Linked DNA regions of Mus musculus: all the other regions are linked to region 3. The links are chromatin contacts, called in public HiChIP or PLAC-seq and promoter capture Hi-C maps. All regions are on one chromosome and are shown on one strand. Each heading gives the region's core, a stretch centred on a gene start, on an enhancer-like site or on the middle of the called end of the contact. The rest is flanking DNA. Distances are from core to core; before and after follow the strand shown.

Region 1 (2,700 bases), core at 129-2,628, 560 kb after region 3:
TCCCAAGTGGTCAGCCCTAAACACATCTGCATACAAGCAACACTAGATGGACTAAATAGGTGAATAGATTTTGGGTATGTCTGTATAATAATTAAAGAGGAGGTCATGACTTGAAGAGGAGTGGGGGAGACACAGAAGGAGTTGAAGGGGAGACAGGGAGAAGCAGACATGATGCAAATACAGTAATTATATAGGAAATTACCAAAAAAGTATCTAGAGAGTGAAAGACACAAGACTGCTTATCCGACAGAGAAACTGCTATGCGTAAGAAGAATCACAGAGGATTTACTTCCTTCTATTTTTTTTCTTGATGTTGTTGTTGTGGCGCACGCCTTTGATCCTAGCACTCGGGAGGCAGAGGCAGGTGGATTTCTGAGTTGGAGGCCAGCCTGGTTTACAGAGTGAGTTCCAGGACAGCCAGGGCTACACAGAGAAACCCTGTCTCGAAAAACAAAACAAAAAAAACCCCCCAAAACAAGCAAACAAAAATTCCCGTAAGATGGCCTCTTGGTATGGTAGCTAGGTTGGCGTCAAACTTTGAATTGATCAGCCTCAGCCTTCAGAGTAGATGGGGCAACAGGTATACACTAGCATACCTCACCAGCTCATTCTTTTTCTTTTTGAGATTTATTTTCCATTTTAGTTTTTTTTTTAAAGGTTTATTTACTTGTGTATTTTATGTATACGGGTATTTTGTCTGCATGTATATCTGTACACCAAAAGAGGGTATCAAATCCATGGGACTATAGCTATAGACAGTTGTTAGCATCCAGTGGGTGCTAGGAATTGAACCTGGGTCTTCTGGGGGAAGCAGCTGGTCCTGTTACCACTGAACCATGTTCATTCCTTTTTGCTTAACTATTCCACAACGCAGAGCTTATATCAAATCATTTTGTTGCCTCAATAGAGCCCATCTTCCATGTAATAATTCCCAAGAACACAACATTCTAGAGCAGAAAAAGGTCTTATAAATTAAAACTATAGCTCTAGGAACTGCAGTATAAAAGTGAAGAGATGAGCCAGGAGGTGGTGGCGCACGCCTTTAATCCCATCACTTGGGAGGCAGAGGCAGGCGGATTTCTGAGTTTGAGGCCAGTCTGATCTACAATGTGAGGTCCAGGACAGCCAGGACTATACGGAGAAACCCTGTCCAAAAAAAAAAAAAAAAAAAAAATGTGTTTCAAATTGGTAGACCAGCCAGCCAGTATAGCTTCAGGTCCAAAGCCTTTCCCTTCTGTTTCCCTGCATCTCTCCAGCACCCCCTTCGCTGATCAGAACGCTATCAGCTTGTCCTCTGGACTGTGCTGCTCATGCTGCTGTTCACGTCTCTCTACTTAGACAGCAGCTTTCACAAACCTGCAAGCTCCTCTCTGGGACACGAGTCCTAGTGGTCATTCAGGACAGTACCTGCAAGTCACCCCATGATGTCAAGAGCTCAGTAATCACAACCCTGGCCCAATCTGTTTCTGGCCAATCCAAGAGCTCCCCACTGCAGACATGTTGCTCAATCTGCAAACACTTACTGATACGAACCAGGCACTGAGAGGGCCCAAAATAAATCGCGATCATGGTTTGTCTGCATGAACCATGGAACACAGAGTTAAATACTCACAAAATAGATGGTGTTTTCAGAATTCTTATTCCACCAGGCTGATTGGGAAATATATCTTCCAAGAAAAAATATATGTGCCCAACTGCAATACCTATAATCAACCAGAAATAAAGGATAAAAGGAAGAGTCAAATTTCAAGTTTAAGTTCCCTATCATCGTATACTTTACTTAGGATAATTATTTAAAAAATATCAATGAGTTAATAGCTTTCAGATATAATTATTAAACAATCATATTAATAGCTATCTATATATAAACATAATAAACATGAAAGACAGTGACAGAATACATGATCAGGTAAAATAGTAGAAAAAGTAGTGATAAGACACTTACCCAAAAGGTCCACTATAATTGAGTTCCCCAGCAACAGGGAAAACCCCATGAGCACCCAGGGCAGGAAGGGGGCCTGGAAGTTTAGAAGACCAAAGAAGTTCATGCGGACATACGGGTTCCTTCGGCTCCACACGTAGACCAGCATTATTGTAAAGGCCTGGCCTAAAAAAACTAAGCTCACAAACAAACCAAAGAGCTAGCAAAGGGCATTAAGGGAAATATCAGCAGGAAAGCTTGGTAGGCAAGGCTAAAGCAAAGAGCTAAGGCTGCCCTTTAGCTAAGCTCTGAGTTACAAAAGCTGAGTAGTGACATTTTTAAACTAAAATTAAAAAAAGCCTGAAATTAATTACCCAAGGCATCTAGGCAGAAACTGGCTTGGGCTGAATTATCCGGATTATAGCTACTACAAACTAAAATTCTGCTCTAAAGAAAGAATTCACCCATTTTATGTATATGAGTGCACTGTCTTTATGCGCACCAGAAGAGGACATCAGATCACAGATGGTTGTGAGCCACCATGTGGTTGCTGGGAATTGAACTCAGGACTTCCGGAAGAGCAGTCAGTGCTCTTAACCGCTGAGCCATTTCTCCAGCCCTAGAATTCTGTTTCGTGATGCTCTTGCCTTTTGGGGAAACATTAATTCCTTTGACAGTACGTACAGTGAGGCTCCTTCACCACCACCACCTTTACAGGTGCTGAAGCATGCAGGCTGGAAGAAAGCCTTCTTGGCACTCGGCACTACACCTAAGTGACA
Region 2 (2,700 bases), core at 92-2,591, 660 kb before region 3:
TCCAGGAGAACAGGGGCCCTCTTCTGGCTTCCACGGACACCAGTTATGCATGTGCTTCACAGACATATGCAAGCAAAACACCCATTCACATAAAATAAAAATAGAATAATTTAAGAAATAACTGAAGAGATTGAACTAGCCACCCTAAAGTGATGTTCAACCTGCATGCAGTTCAGGATCTTTCAAGGATGGGAATTCAAATTAGTGATCCCCAAACTTGTATCTTAAATTTGTTGATCGAAAATTCTGTTTCAGTTATTATATGTGTACGTTGTGAGTTACTATTAAAAAAAAATCTTACTGGGATGAGGACTCCAGGAGATTAATATAAAGGAAACAGGGTGCCTTTCCCTAACCCACGAGGTCTCCATACCAGGTCTAAGTACACCTTTGTGCTCATTTCTTCATCCTTCTCGTTCTAGAATGGAAAAGTTAAAAGGCAGAAGTGAAATGAAGTGGGTGGAAACGAGGGTTCGGTGAGTTACTTTCTCCATGGAATCTCTAGTCCCTTTCTCTAAATTGCACCTTCTTGGGTGCAAACTCCATCTCATATCAATCTCGAAACACCAGCCTTGGTGCCTGCTTTCCTTTCTTTTACGTCGAGGTTAAGTCACGGGCCACGCCCGGCGTCTAATGGATACAACTCTGAATCTCCGCTCAGAGTTGTTTATTGACTGCTTAGGTACCAAGCTCTGCTGGACTTTGCTAGAATATTACACAGCCCCGCCTCGAGGTCCTCCCGGTAGCAGGTCCTTCTGCCCCAGCTCCGCCTCAAAACCCGCCCACAGGCGAGTTAGCAGAACAGTATTCTGTACCTATCATAGAGGCCTCGCCCATGAACTAGTTCATTGGTCTGATTTTTACCCAATCACCGCCAAAGGCTTGTCTGCCTCTTAGCATAACCCGCCCGCCCCCAGGCTGTCGATCTTCTGGGCAGCGTCTAAAGCCACGCCCCCAGTCGGTCCTGCCCAGCGACTCCACCCGCAGTGCCGCTCTCACCAGGCTGATGAGTTGCGCCAGGGTGAGGCCGATGCTGACCCCGACGCGGTCTCCCACCTCCCGCGCCGGCCTCACCGAGCTATCATAGTTGGAGAAAAGTTTCTTAATCAGTTGGCCTTCGGCTTCCGACCCGCGGGCGCCTGACGAAGGAAAGCACTAAGTGACGCTCCCGGGGCTGGCCGTGACCATTGCTCATCACTGCCTCTTGGAGACCCAAACTGACTTACCTGGGGCGAGGGGCGTCCCGAGTACCCCTAGAAGCAGAAGCAGCGCCCCTAAGGCCATGGCCCTGCCTCTTTCGCTCAGTGAAGTTTGTCCGGATAGCGGCCTCAGGCCAGGGGAAGTGACGAGGCGCCCAGGAATGTGCACCTGTTGTCGGGGGACCAGACGCCAGCCCACCCGCCCCGCCCTCGGGACTTGGTCCCGCCCGGAGCAACTGCAGTCGCCCTCCACTCACAAATGTCAGATAACACTCCGGTTGTATAAATCATCTTTAATTACAGAAAGCATGAAGTGGAGACCCCGTCCCCTGAGAGCAGTGCCAGGAGATGGGCGGAGCCTGAGCGGGGTTTGTATGAGGGAGGGGGGCATCTCTTGCAACAAGCCAGAAGTAAAAGGGCCTGAGGAAAAGTGACCTGTCTTTGAGCACTAGCCCCTCCCTTAGGACCTCAATAGACGTTTCCACCTACATCTGCTAGACTCAGAATCTACCTCCTATTTTACTAGAGGTTCCCCATGGCTTTCTCCGTTTTTCAGGTCCTTTTTGGGTACTTAGAACCCACCTGAGGTTTAAAAGCTGTAAAGTAAAGTAAATTCTATTTAGTTAGAAGCTCTGGGGATACATATGAGGTCTGGGAGCCCAAGAGGCTCCTCGTTTCCTAAGCCTGACCTGTAGAGGGCTCGGAGAAGTTGAACTTATTGCTGAGTTGGGGGTCTCTCTGCTGTGAGGGGGAGTCAAGGCTGTGTCCCTATTTGTCCTTTTTAATTCTAGAGTTATTCTCATTGTAGACCTTAGCTTCCTGTTGTTTGAGACAGGGTCTCACATAGCCTAGGCTGGCCCTGACCTCACTAGGTAGCCCAGGCTAGCCTTTTATTTCCTGATTCTCCTCCTCTCCTTTACCTCACAGATGCAGCATACCATATCAGAACGAAAGTCCTCAGCTTTAAAAGGGATCTGGAAGGAATTCCTGCTGAGGTAGCTAAGTGTTCAGACACAGGTTCAATCATACCATGGCATTTTCTCCCTCTCAGCTTCCCTTCTAGGAGCCAGGTATATTCTTCCAGAATTCCTGTATCTTTCCCCAGACTCTTGTCTCCCTGGCAGAACCCTAGTTGGAATGCTGAAACTAGAAACCATGTAAAAGTAAGGTTAGTATTCTGGAGGGACTATTTTTAGAAAATTATTTAGGAAAAGCAAGAAGTGGTTCTTGATCCGTTCAGTACTGATTAGTTCTCTCTCTCTCTCTCTCTCTCTCTCTCTTTCTCTCTCTCTCTCTCTGTGTGTGTGTGTGTGTGTGTGTGTGTATGTGTGTGTGTGTATTGGCTTTTGAGACAGGGTTTTGCTATTGTAGCCCAGGATGGCCTCCAACTCAGGATCTGTCTGATTCAGCCTCCCGGGTGCTGAATTACAGGTGTGTGCCACCAAGCACAGCTCAGAGCCAATCAGTTTTTAATTAATCATAGCTGAGTTCTACCCATAGC
Region 3 (2,700 bases), core at 110-2,609:
CTACAGCTCCAGTTCTAAACAATCCAATGTCCTCTCTAACCTCCATGAGCAATGCATGCACATCACTCACAGACACACATACAGATACAAAATACCCTTACTCACCAAATTAAATAAATAAATCTTGGTGGGCAGTGGTGATGCACACCTTTAATCCCAGTACTCAGGAGACAGAGGCAGGCGGATCTTGGTGAGTTCGAGGACAGCCTGACCTACAGAGCAAGTTCCAAGACAACCAGGGCTACAAAGAGAAACCTTGTCTCAAAAAAACCAAATAAAATAAAATAAGCTAACAAACACCATTGAGTGAGAGAACATTTCATTTATCTCTATATCCATAGAGCCTAGCACACCTAATTGATAATCAAAGACAGAAAGGTCGAGGGAAGGAACCAGGACATGAGAATGAGCTGGGCTCAGGATCAGGAAGAAGCCTTAGGCACGGAGAATGTCATGCTTTCCTTGGGAGAGGTTGGCCACCAAAGAGCCCATGACTACCCAGTATGGAGGAACCCACTTGAACTCCCACTGTCATCACCTGGCCCAGGGCCAATGCTTAATAATAAATTCTTATAAATTCAGTAAGTCAGACAGTTAACTAAATCAGAGAGGTCTGAGTGGCTTTGGGCCACAGGGCTGTTTCAGTGGTGGCTCATATCTTTAATCCCAGTATTTAGGGAGGCAGAGGCAGTGATACTCAATTTGTGGGGAAGGGGGTGAGGGGAAGACTAGTGCCCAAGTCATGTCTGGCCACCCTTCTTTAATAAGCCAATTAAAAATGGAAAGTTAAAAAAGGAGACGTATCCAATGTGGCCACATTGGGAAGAGTGACAAAGAGATCCGGCAAGCCCCCTCAAGTCAGTCTTCAGGGTGCTAACGCAACATCAAAGTTTAAATAGAGCAAGGTTGTGCACATCTAAGTACCCCACCCCCACCCGCACCCCCACCCTCAGTCAAGGTGTGTGGTCACACCCATCACTGACTATTCATTATCTGGGCTTCAGTCTCATCCTGTAAAGTGGTCTGACAAGTTGTTAGAACTGTGTAAAATCTCTTTCTGGAAGACAAGTTCTGATAGTCAAGACTGAAGAGATACAAGTATCTCTTTAAACTATCTTCATTTTTGACAGACCTATTACACCAGAGGATCTCTATGAGTTCCAGGCCAACTTGGTCTAAACTGAGATCCTGTCAGAAAACAAGTCAATAACCGCCTCTTTCCACCCCTGTCTGGCCTGGCATTAGCGCCCTGGCAGTCAGACTAGACCAGGTAGACTCGGAAGGGCGAGGCCGCGCTGAGCATCCTGGGAATTGTAGTGTTCGCTGCAGTGGCCTCTGCGCAGGCGCACATTAACAGGCATTTCCGGGCTGTGGCGCCACACCTCGCAAAAGACGGCCTGTGGGGCTTTCCACTGGAACGATGGCTACCTACAGTCTGGCGAACGAGCGGCTGCGCGCCCTGGAGGATATCGAGCGTGAAATCGGCGCCATCCTCCAGAACGCAGGTTCGGGAAGCGAGGGGCAGACGGCAAGGGGTGAAGACCAGCCCGGGACTCTGCGTGCAGTTGGGGCGGGACCTGAATGCTAGCCTTAGGGCGGGGCTGAGTCTGAAGCCTGGGTCTGACATCGCCCTCTCCCCGCCCTGGCAGGAACGGCGATCCTGGAACTGTCCAAGGAAAAGACTAACGAGCGGCTCCTCGACCGGCAGGCGGCAGCCTTCACCACTTCTGTGCAGCACGTGGAGGCAGAGCTATCCGCTCAAATCCGCTACCTCACTCAGGTGGGTGTGTCTAGAAGGTGCTGGGCGGGGACCCCAGCTCTGAACCAACGCCCTAGCCTTGGGGATTCCCTGAGCTTTAGCTAGGTAAGACTGCCTCTTACGCGATAGGTACTTTCATTTCAGGGCTGGTTTAGTCCTCTAAAAGGAAAGGATTAAAAATGTCTAGGGTGTATAAACAATACCCTAGGCATACCAGCTGGCACAGGCCGGTATTCTGAGCTACTTAAGTGCCTGAGGCTGGAAGATCACAAGTTCAAAACTTGTCTGGGCAATTCAGACCCAGTAGGTCAGAAAGAGAGTTGGAGCTCTGTGTTAGAGCACTTACCTACCATAAAGAGGCCCAGGTACTGAAATAAATAAATAAAAATAAATAAATAAATAAATACTGAAGCTACCGAACGTTGTTCCCAGAAACTTGTGAGGCCATATTTGCTTGGGGACTAAGAAGACAGACATCGCTAAGAGGCTTCCAGAGTCTTTACTCCAGCTGCTACTGTTTACTGACATCTGTGGTGTGCTGGGCATATCCTAAAACTCTAGGAAGTATTCGCTGTGGTCCCTATTTCATAGATGAGGTTCACACAGTGGTTAAGCTTTTTCTTTTTTTTTTTTTTTTGTTGTTGTTGTTGTTGCCTTAGAACACTGAGTTACCAGTCAACTAATGTAGATCAAACTTGGGAAAGATGTGAGACCAGAGAAATAATACTGCCCGGTTGTGGGTGGTAAAGAGAGGCAGTACCCCATTGATTGATCTGACTTGTAGGTGGCCACAGGGCAGCCGCATGAGGGCTCCAGCTACTCTTCCAGGAAGGACTGTCAAATGGCTCTAAAGCGAGTAGACTACGCCCGCCTCAAGATTAGTGATGTGGCGAGAACCTGTGAGCAGATGCTGGAGAACTGAGTTCGGATGATCCAGAGTG
Region 4 (2,700 bases), core at 27-2,526, 780 kb before region 3:
CACACTCTCTCTCTCTCTCTCATACACAAAACGCCGAGATGCGGTCTTTGCAGCCAGGCCCACATGTTCTAGGTCTGGTGGATCAAAGCGCGTGCACCTCCTGGATGAACACCAAGGCCACCGGAAGTCCCGCCTTCCACCTCCGAGTTCCGTGGGTGGGCCATCCCCTTCCCCCCACGTCATGCCGCCCGCGCCCTCCCCCACTCCCTCTGGCCGGCCCCCCTCCACAGTACCCGGATGTGGGAGGCCGCGGGCGGTGGCGGCCTCGCGCACAATGAGCCCCAGCCGCGCTCGCAAAGGGGGAGATTGCACAACAGACAAGCGAAACAGGCTGGGGGAGGGGAATCTCTCAAGCGGCCATGTGCTCATTCGCTCCGCCACTCGGCGGCGTCTCCCCCGCCATGGAACAATCCGCAACCCGCCCGCCCCCGTCGAGAAATGGCGTCGCCCTCCCATACCTCAGGCCGCTCACCCCCGAAGGAAAGTGGACCTGCCCATCCGCAGTTTGCCAATTGCCCGGCTTGTGCGGCAAAATGGACCCGCCCGCCAGGCGCCGGGTGGGTTCCCCGTGCCTCACGCGGCCGCTCCTCCGGGTTAGGCTCTTTCCTGGCCGTCAAGAAGGCCAGCGCCCTGATCGGCCGGTTTCTTCTTCCCCGACCCACATTCCAAGCGCGACGGAGGGACTCGCTGAAGACCGGGGCACCCCTGCTTGTCGCGAGTGGTACCGCCAGAACTCTCCGGAACCCTCGCTCGCACGCCCTGCCCGACACAGGGAGGCAGCCAGACCAGCCGGCTCCGGGCCGCGCAGCCGCCTCTTTCCCACGTTATGTCGCGACCTCATCTTGCCTTTCAGTATCCGAGCTTCGCGTACGGCGTTCCCACAGGCCGAGGCCTCGTGACGAAGCTCGCGCCCTCCGCCCTAGCCAGGTCGTCCTTCCCCGTAACCACACTGGGGTCAGCGGCGGCCATGGGAATCTCCCCCACCCCCCCAACCCCGGACGGTTCCTCCCGGCTCGGTTCTCCCGCAACCTGGTAGGTTCGGTGCGATGGGCCTCTCAACTTCCCCACGGCGGGCCCTTTGGAGGGAACTACGGGGTAAGTAGCCATAACCTTTTGCAAAAGCCTTTCTTACCGAGAATCCTGACTCGCAGACATGATCCTTAGAATCTAGGGCGGAGTGCCCGCCTATCGACAACTTATAGAGCGTCCGACCCCGCCCCAGCCATCGCATTGGCTTGGCCACCTCTGCCCCGCCTGCCGGCGCTCTGCAACTCGACGTGACGTTACTTTGTAGGCGCTTTAGTTCGGACGCCCTATTGGGTAGTTTGAAAGCCCATCATGGCCTAGCCCCGCCCTATGGCCTCATTGGCTGAAGGGTCCGCCTTTCTCGCTGGTGCGGAAGTGACATACTTAAGTCGGGCCTCGCGGCGGGGCAGCCATCTTGGAACCCAGCACCTTTACACGTGCGGAGGCGATCGTGCCTTAGTCATGTGGCTCAGCAGGTCCTATCAAGCGACGGGGGTGAGGCCTTAGCCTCCAGGAACTTCCGGGCAGTCTGGACTGCCACTTTCCTTTACCTGGGTTTTCTTTACAGGACAAGTTTTATTTATTCTTCCGTTCAGGAAAATATTGTAGCGATATCTCATTGGATAGTAAGTTTCCCCGACTGGAGACAAAAAGGATGGAACCCACTTTTGGGTTAAAGGGCATAGGGGGATAAGCTGTCAAGGATTGTCCCACTCAATCACTGGTTCATTTAGTATGTTTCCAGTTTCTCCTGGGCTTCCTTACATGAATAAGCGAGTCTTAATTCATATTTACTGCCATCTGCTCCCCGGGGATGGCATCTATCGAAAGCTGGACTCTCAAGCCCTGAAATGGGGATCGCTAACAGTGTTAGCTGGAAGAAGACCTGAGATAAAGCACAGCCACTATTTTGAGGCCCCTTAAGGAAGACCACCACTTGCATATCTTCAAAGGATCCTTTATTGACCAGAGCAGGACCGTGGCATTTTTATATATATTTATATATATAAAAAAAAGTTTGAAGATCGGGCAGGCAGTAATCCCTTTGCGCGTCCACCACCCCCACACTGTTTTCCTGCCCTCTGAACATGGAAGGAGGAATGGCTGCTCCACCTAGGCCACAAGGCAACATTCTCCTATAGAGGGAGAAAGAGGCTTGCTTTTATGTGGCCATTCCCTTCCCATCAGAAATCAATATACTCGCAGCAAAAAAAAACAAAATACAGAAACCAAACATTTAAATATGAAAATCCAAAGGGAATTGGGTAGAGAAACAAAAAGGAACTAGAGTTTCTTGGGAAGGGTCTCCCTTTCCCCTGCCCACTGATGGGCTAAGGGTCTGGGGTATGAGGCTCACACAGTGAGTTTGCAGTGACACAGTTCCTTGTAGATCTGACGACGGAGTTTGGGCATGTCCTGCTGGGTGAAGCTGAATGGCTGAGACAGGGCCAGGTGCTTGCAGTACTGGGTGTTAACAAAGTAGACCATGAGAACAGTTTACTGAGCACCCTCCCAAGTCAGGACCTGTGCTACACATTTCACACAAAATACATCTTAATTTCTCAGAAAATATCTGTTTCTCATACACACTGCCATTATAGACTAAGCCTGGGGCTTCAACAAGCCTACATAATATATCTGGTGTTTAAACTGGAAAATATATTTAGTTGGATG
Region 5 (2,700 bases), core at 159-2,658, 530 kb before region 3:
TGTCGATGGCCCTCCCACTTTTCCCAGGATGCACCAGTCCTGTCGGCTTTTCAGGCCCAGCCTGTACAGTCAGTAGAAAGTGAGGGGTGGTGAATGACAATAAAATGAAAGCAAAAGATTCGTAGTAGTAATAGAAATCGTACTAGGCTGGCAGAGTAAAGGACTTTAAAACACAGTAACTCCCAAACAAAACACGACAGGGAAGGCACTGGCATGGTGAAGATCGAAGATCACCGCAGGGGAACTAGAAGCTCACTACTTTCAGGCGCTGTCGGCATGGGCCGAGAAAGAGTTGGGCATCAGTCCAATCGCCCTCAGTTTCCCCACTTTTCCCGGTTTCCCCAGCAAAGCAGTACCACTTACATCTGGCTGGACGTCTCACTTCATATGAAGACTGAGGGATGAGCTCCAGAGGCCCATGAGGCTGGGGAACACTAACATATGCCTGCAACGGGCCCTGCGGGATGAGTGAGACCCAAGGGTAGGGTCTCTCCCGCACGCCAAAATCCAAGGCTCCGGAGAAACCCAAAAAAGACCAGAGCTCCTTGCGCTGAGGGTTGCCGGCTCGCGCCCACCATGTGGTCGCCCGGGGCTTCCGGTGGCCCGGGCCAGGGGGGAGGGGTCCCCGTGCAGCCATGCGGCCCCGGTCAACGTTCGGCCGCATGGCCTCGGACCCCGAGGGCAGCCTCCAATGGGGAACACTTCCGGTGCTACGGCTGCCCCTGCCCCAAAGCTGCGCCAGGCCAGGACCATGCCGCCTCCCCTCCCCCCGCCGGCCGCCAACCCCCTCCACATGCCCTCACCTAACAGCCCCCTCCCCCACCTCACGTGGCCGCGCAGCGCCGGTCCTCAACCGCACAGGAGCCTTTGCCCTGTCTGGGCCGATCTGGCCCCGGGCCCTCGCCCCGGCGTGGCCGCCTGGCGGCCTCTCCCGCGTGGCGGCCTCGCGGCTCGCCGTCCCCCGCCCTGCGTCGCTCCAACGTCACCCGGCCGGCCCCAACCGTCACCCCTCGCGCCAACCGGGCCCTGCACCCGCCTCTCCGCACCTCGCGCCGCTCCCTCACCGAACCCGTGCGGCGACAGCCGCCGCTCCCTTCTGCCCCCCTCCCCGACCCCCGCGTAGTTCCGTCTCTCGTTCGTAGCTCAAACCGAGGTTACGCGCAGGCGCGCCCTGCCCGCTCTCACCTCGCGCGAACGCACTGACTTGACCTGGTCCGCTCGCCGCGAGCCCAACTGCTGCCTCCGAACCCGCTACTGTGCTGCCGCCGCCGCCGCCGCCGCCTCTAGCGCCGCCGCCGCTGCTGCACACGGGTCTTAGTACGCAGGCGCCGACTCCCCACTGACCAACCAAGCAGCCCTATGACAGCCGCGCAAGCGTGCTAGGTAGCTCCACCACCTTCCACCCCCGCACTGCGCAAGCGCATGGACCCTCCCCGATCTCCACCCTCTCTCCCACCTACCCATCGGATGACGCACACACGTGACCCCGCCCCTTTCCAGTCCGTAGTGCTTCCAACCAGTCGGCAATGCGCAGGCGCACCGGGTTTTTTTTTTTTTTTTTTAAATCCCTTCAACCTCTTCTTCCCTCCCCTTGAGCGACAGCTCGCTCTACCGGGCAACCCTTGCGGCTGCGCAATACAGAACCCTGCACTCCACACCCTCCGAAGGAAACGCCTGGGTCTCAACGCATGCGTGTTAGGAATCCTAAACGCCCCTTCCACCTCAGACGTCGTCCCTACGCGGGGTGTTGAAAAGACCACGCCACTGTGCTGCTTGCGGCGTCAAGAACGCATGCGTCTGAGCAGGCGCCACACCTCGGCTTTAACTGGAATTGAACAACTCACAAACACGTTTCTGAGAACCTTTCTAGTTAGGTGTGTGGCTCTTCTCCGAATCGCTGTCCCAGCTCTGCACGTGCTCAAGAGACTGCTTTCCGTGGGAGACTCTGCTCTCACGCTAGTGTGGTCGGATTACAACCATCCCGGCTTCGGTACTTTACACAACTTGTGCGCTATAGTTTCAGTATCCAGAGCTATCCGATACAAGCCACCATCTTGTCTAAACCCTGGTTAGTGTTGATTCCTAAGGTTCGCATAGAAGCTTTTCCTTTCTAAATCCTAAATAAAGAGAACTACATAGCGTTTCCGATTGTTTTCCCAGGTCGGCTTGAGGTTTCTAAAAGGAAATGTCTAATGTTTCTTCCAAAATCAAACTCCCTATGAGAAGAGTGGCTCTGGACCAGGCGACACAGACTTTATTGCCAGATCGCTAGGAGGCTGAGACTTGTTATAAAGCCAGCACATAAAGTTGGTCTTGAAATTTATGATGCCTGTAATCTCTGAGTTTGAGAAACTGGAGCAGGAGAATAGAAAAAAACAAAACAGTGCAATATTAAATTACTTTGACGTTATCTAAAGATGAGCGATCAGGATTCCTACTCCTTAGATAATGCAGGCGTGGTGGAGCACTCCCTTAATCCTGTAAGAGCCAGGTGGGTTCAAGGCCAGTCTGGTCTGTACAGTGTGAATTCTTGACTCAAAAGCAAAACAAAAAAATCTGGTCTAGGAATCTAAACCTTTTTGGTGGTAGTGGTGGTTTTGTTGTTGTTTTTCAAGACAGGGTTTCTCTGTGTAGCTCTGGCTGTCCTGGAACTCACTCAGTCGACCAGACTGGCCTTAAGATCCACCTGCCTCTGCCTCT

What was found. Promoter capture Hi-C pulls out the DNA fragments that hold promoters and counts their contacts. HiChIP or PLAC-seq counts read pairs in DNA pulled down with a chosen protein or histone mark.
Region 1: a promoter capture Hi-C map of liver shows a contact between it and region 3, with 4 times the contacts expected there. The contact joins the enhancer-like site here to the promoter of Med11 in region 3. A contact is called at or near these places in 3 of 39 promoter capture datasets (the HPC-7 cell line, liver and pre-B cells), 1 of 484 Hi-C or Micro-C datasets (B cells) and 1 of 9 other capture datasets (liver).
Region 2: a contact with region 3 is called in an HNF4G HiChIP or PLAC-seq map of pancreatic cancer cells. The contact joins the promoter of Chrnb1 here to the promoter of Med11 in region 3. A contact is called at or near these places in 2 of 115 datasets of contacts at active chromatin or transcription factors (microglia and pancreatic cancer cells).
Region 4: a contact with region 3 is called in a FOXA1 HiChIP or PLAC-seq map of pancreatic cancer cells. The contact joins the promoter of Eif4a1 here to the promoter of Med11 in region 3. A contact is called at or near these places in 1 of 39 promoter capture datasets (liver) and 1 of 115 datasets of contacts at active chromatin or transcription factors (pancreatic cancer cells).
Region 5: a contact with region 3 is called in a promoter capture Hi-C map of embryonic stem cells. The contact joins the promoter of Eif5a here to the promoter of Med11 in region 3. A contact is called at or near these places in 5 of 39 promoter capture datasets (the HPC-7 cell line, cranial neural crest, embryonic stem cells and 1 more) and 3 of 115 datasets of contacts at active chromatin or transcription factors (embryonic stem cells, microglia and pancreatic cancer cells).

The regions. Positions count from the first base shown.
Region 1 is chr11:71,011,498-71,014,197 of GRCm38.p6, forward strand. Derl2 (Der1-like domain family, member 2) reads right to left here. Exons shown (of 7, transcript NM_033562.4): 5 at 1,946-2,141; 6 at 1,613-1,703. Among named protein-coding and RNA genes, the nearest start is that of Derl2, 6.5 kb to the right of the region's middle. Within about 2 kb of position 1,379, at least 6 of the 459 cell types and tissues checked have an H3K27ac peak or open chromatin away from gene starts, as enhancers often do. A contact at or near this core is called in liver, where this site is marked.
Region 2 is chr11:69,794,596-69,797,295 of GRCm38.p6, forward strand. It overlaps Chrnb1 (cholinergic receptor, nicotinic, beta polypeptide 1 (muscle)), which reads right to left and starts at 1,342. Exons shown (of 11, transcript NM_009601.4): 1 at 1,227-1,342; 2 at 1,000-1,139; 3 at 374-418. The coding sequence starts at 1,284. Fgf11 (fibroblast growth factor 11) reads right to left here. Exons shown (of 5, transcript NM_001362623.1): 5 at 1,473-2,700.
Region 3 is chr11:70,450,559-70,453,258 of GRCm38.p6, forward strand. It overlaps Med11 (mediator complex subunit 11), which reads left to right and starts at 1,360. Exons shown (of 3, transcript NM_025397.3): 1 at 1,360-1,505; 2 at 1,650-1,780; 3 at 2,544-2,700. The coding sequence starts at 1,421. The coding sequence ends at 2,681.
Region 4 is chr11:69,671,147-69,673,846 of GRCm38.p6, forward strand. It overlaps Eif4a1 (eukaryotic translation initiation factor 4A1), which reads right to left and starts at 1,277. Exons shown (of 11, transcript NM_144958.4): 1 at 1,133-1,277. The coding sequence starts at 1,155. Senp3 (SUMO/sentrin specific peptidase 3) reads right to left here. Exons shown (of 11, transcript NM_030702.4): 11 at 1,964-2,490. The coding sequence ends at 2,380.
Region 5 is chr11:69,919,978-69,922,677 of GRCm38.p6, forward strand. Eif5a (eukaryotic translation initiation factor 5A) reads right to left here and starts at 1,409. Exons shown (of 6, transcript NM_181582.4): 1 at 1,186-1,409.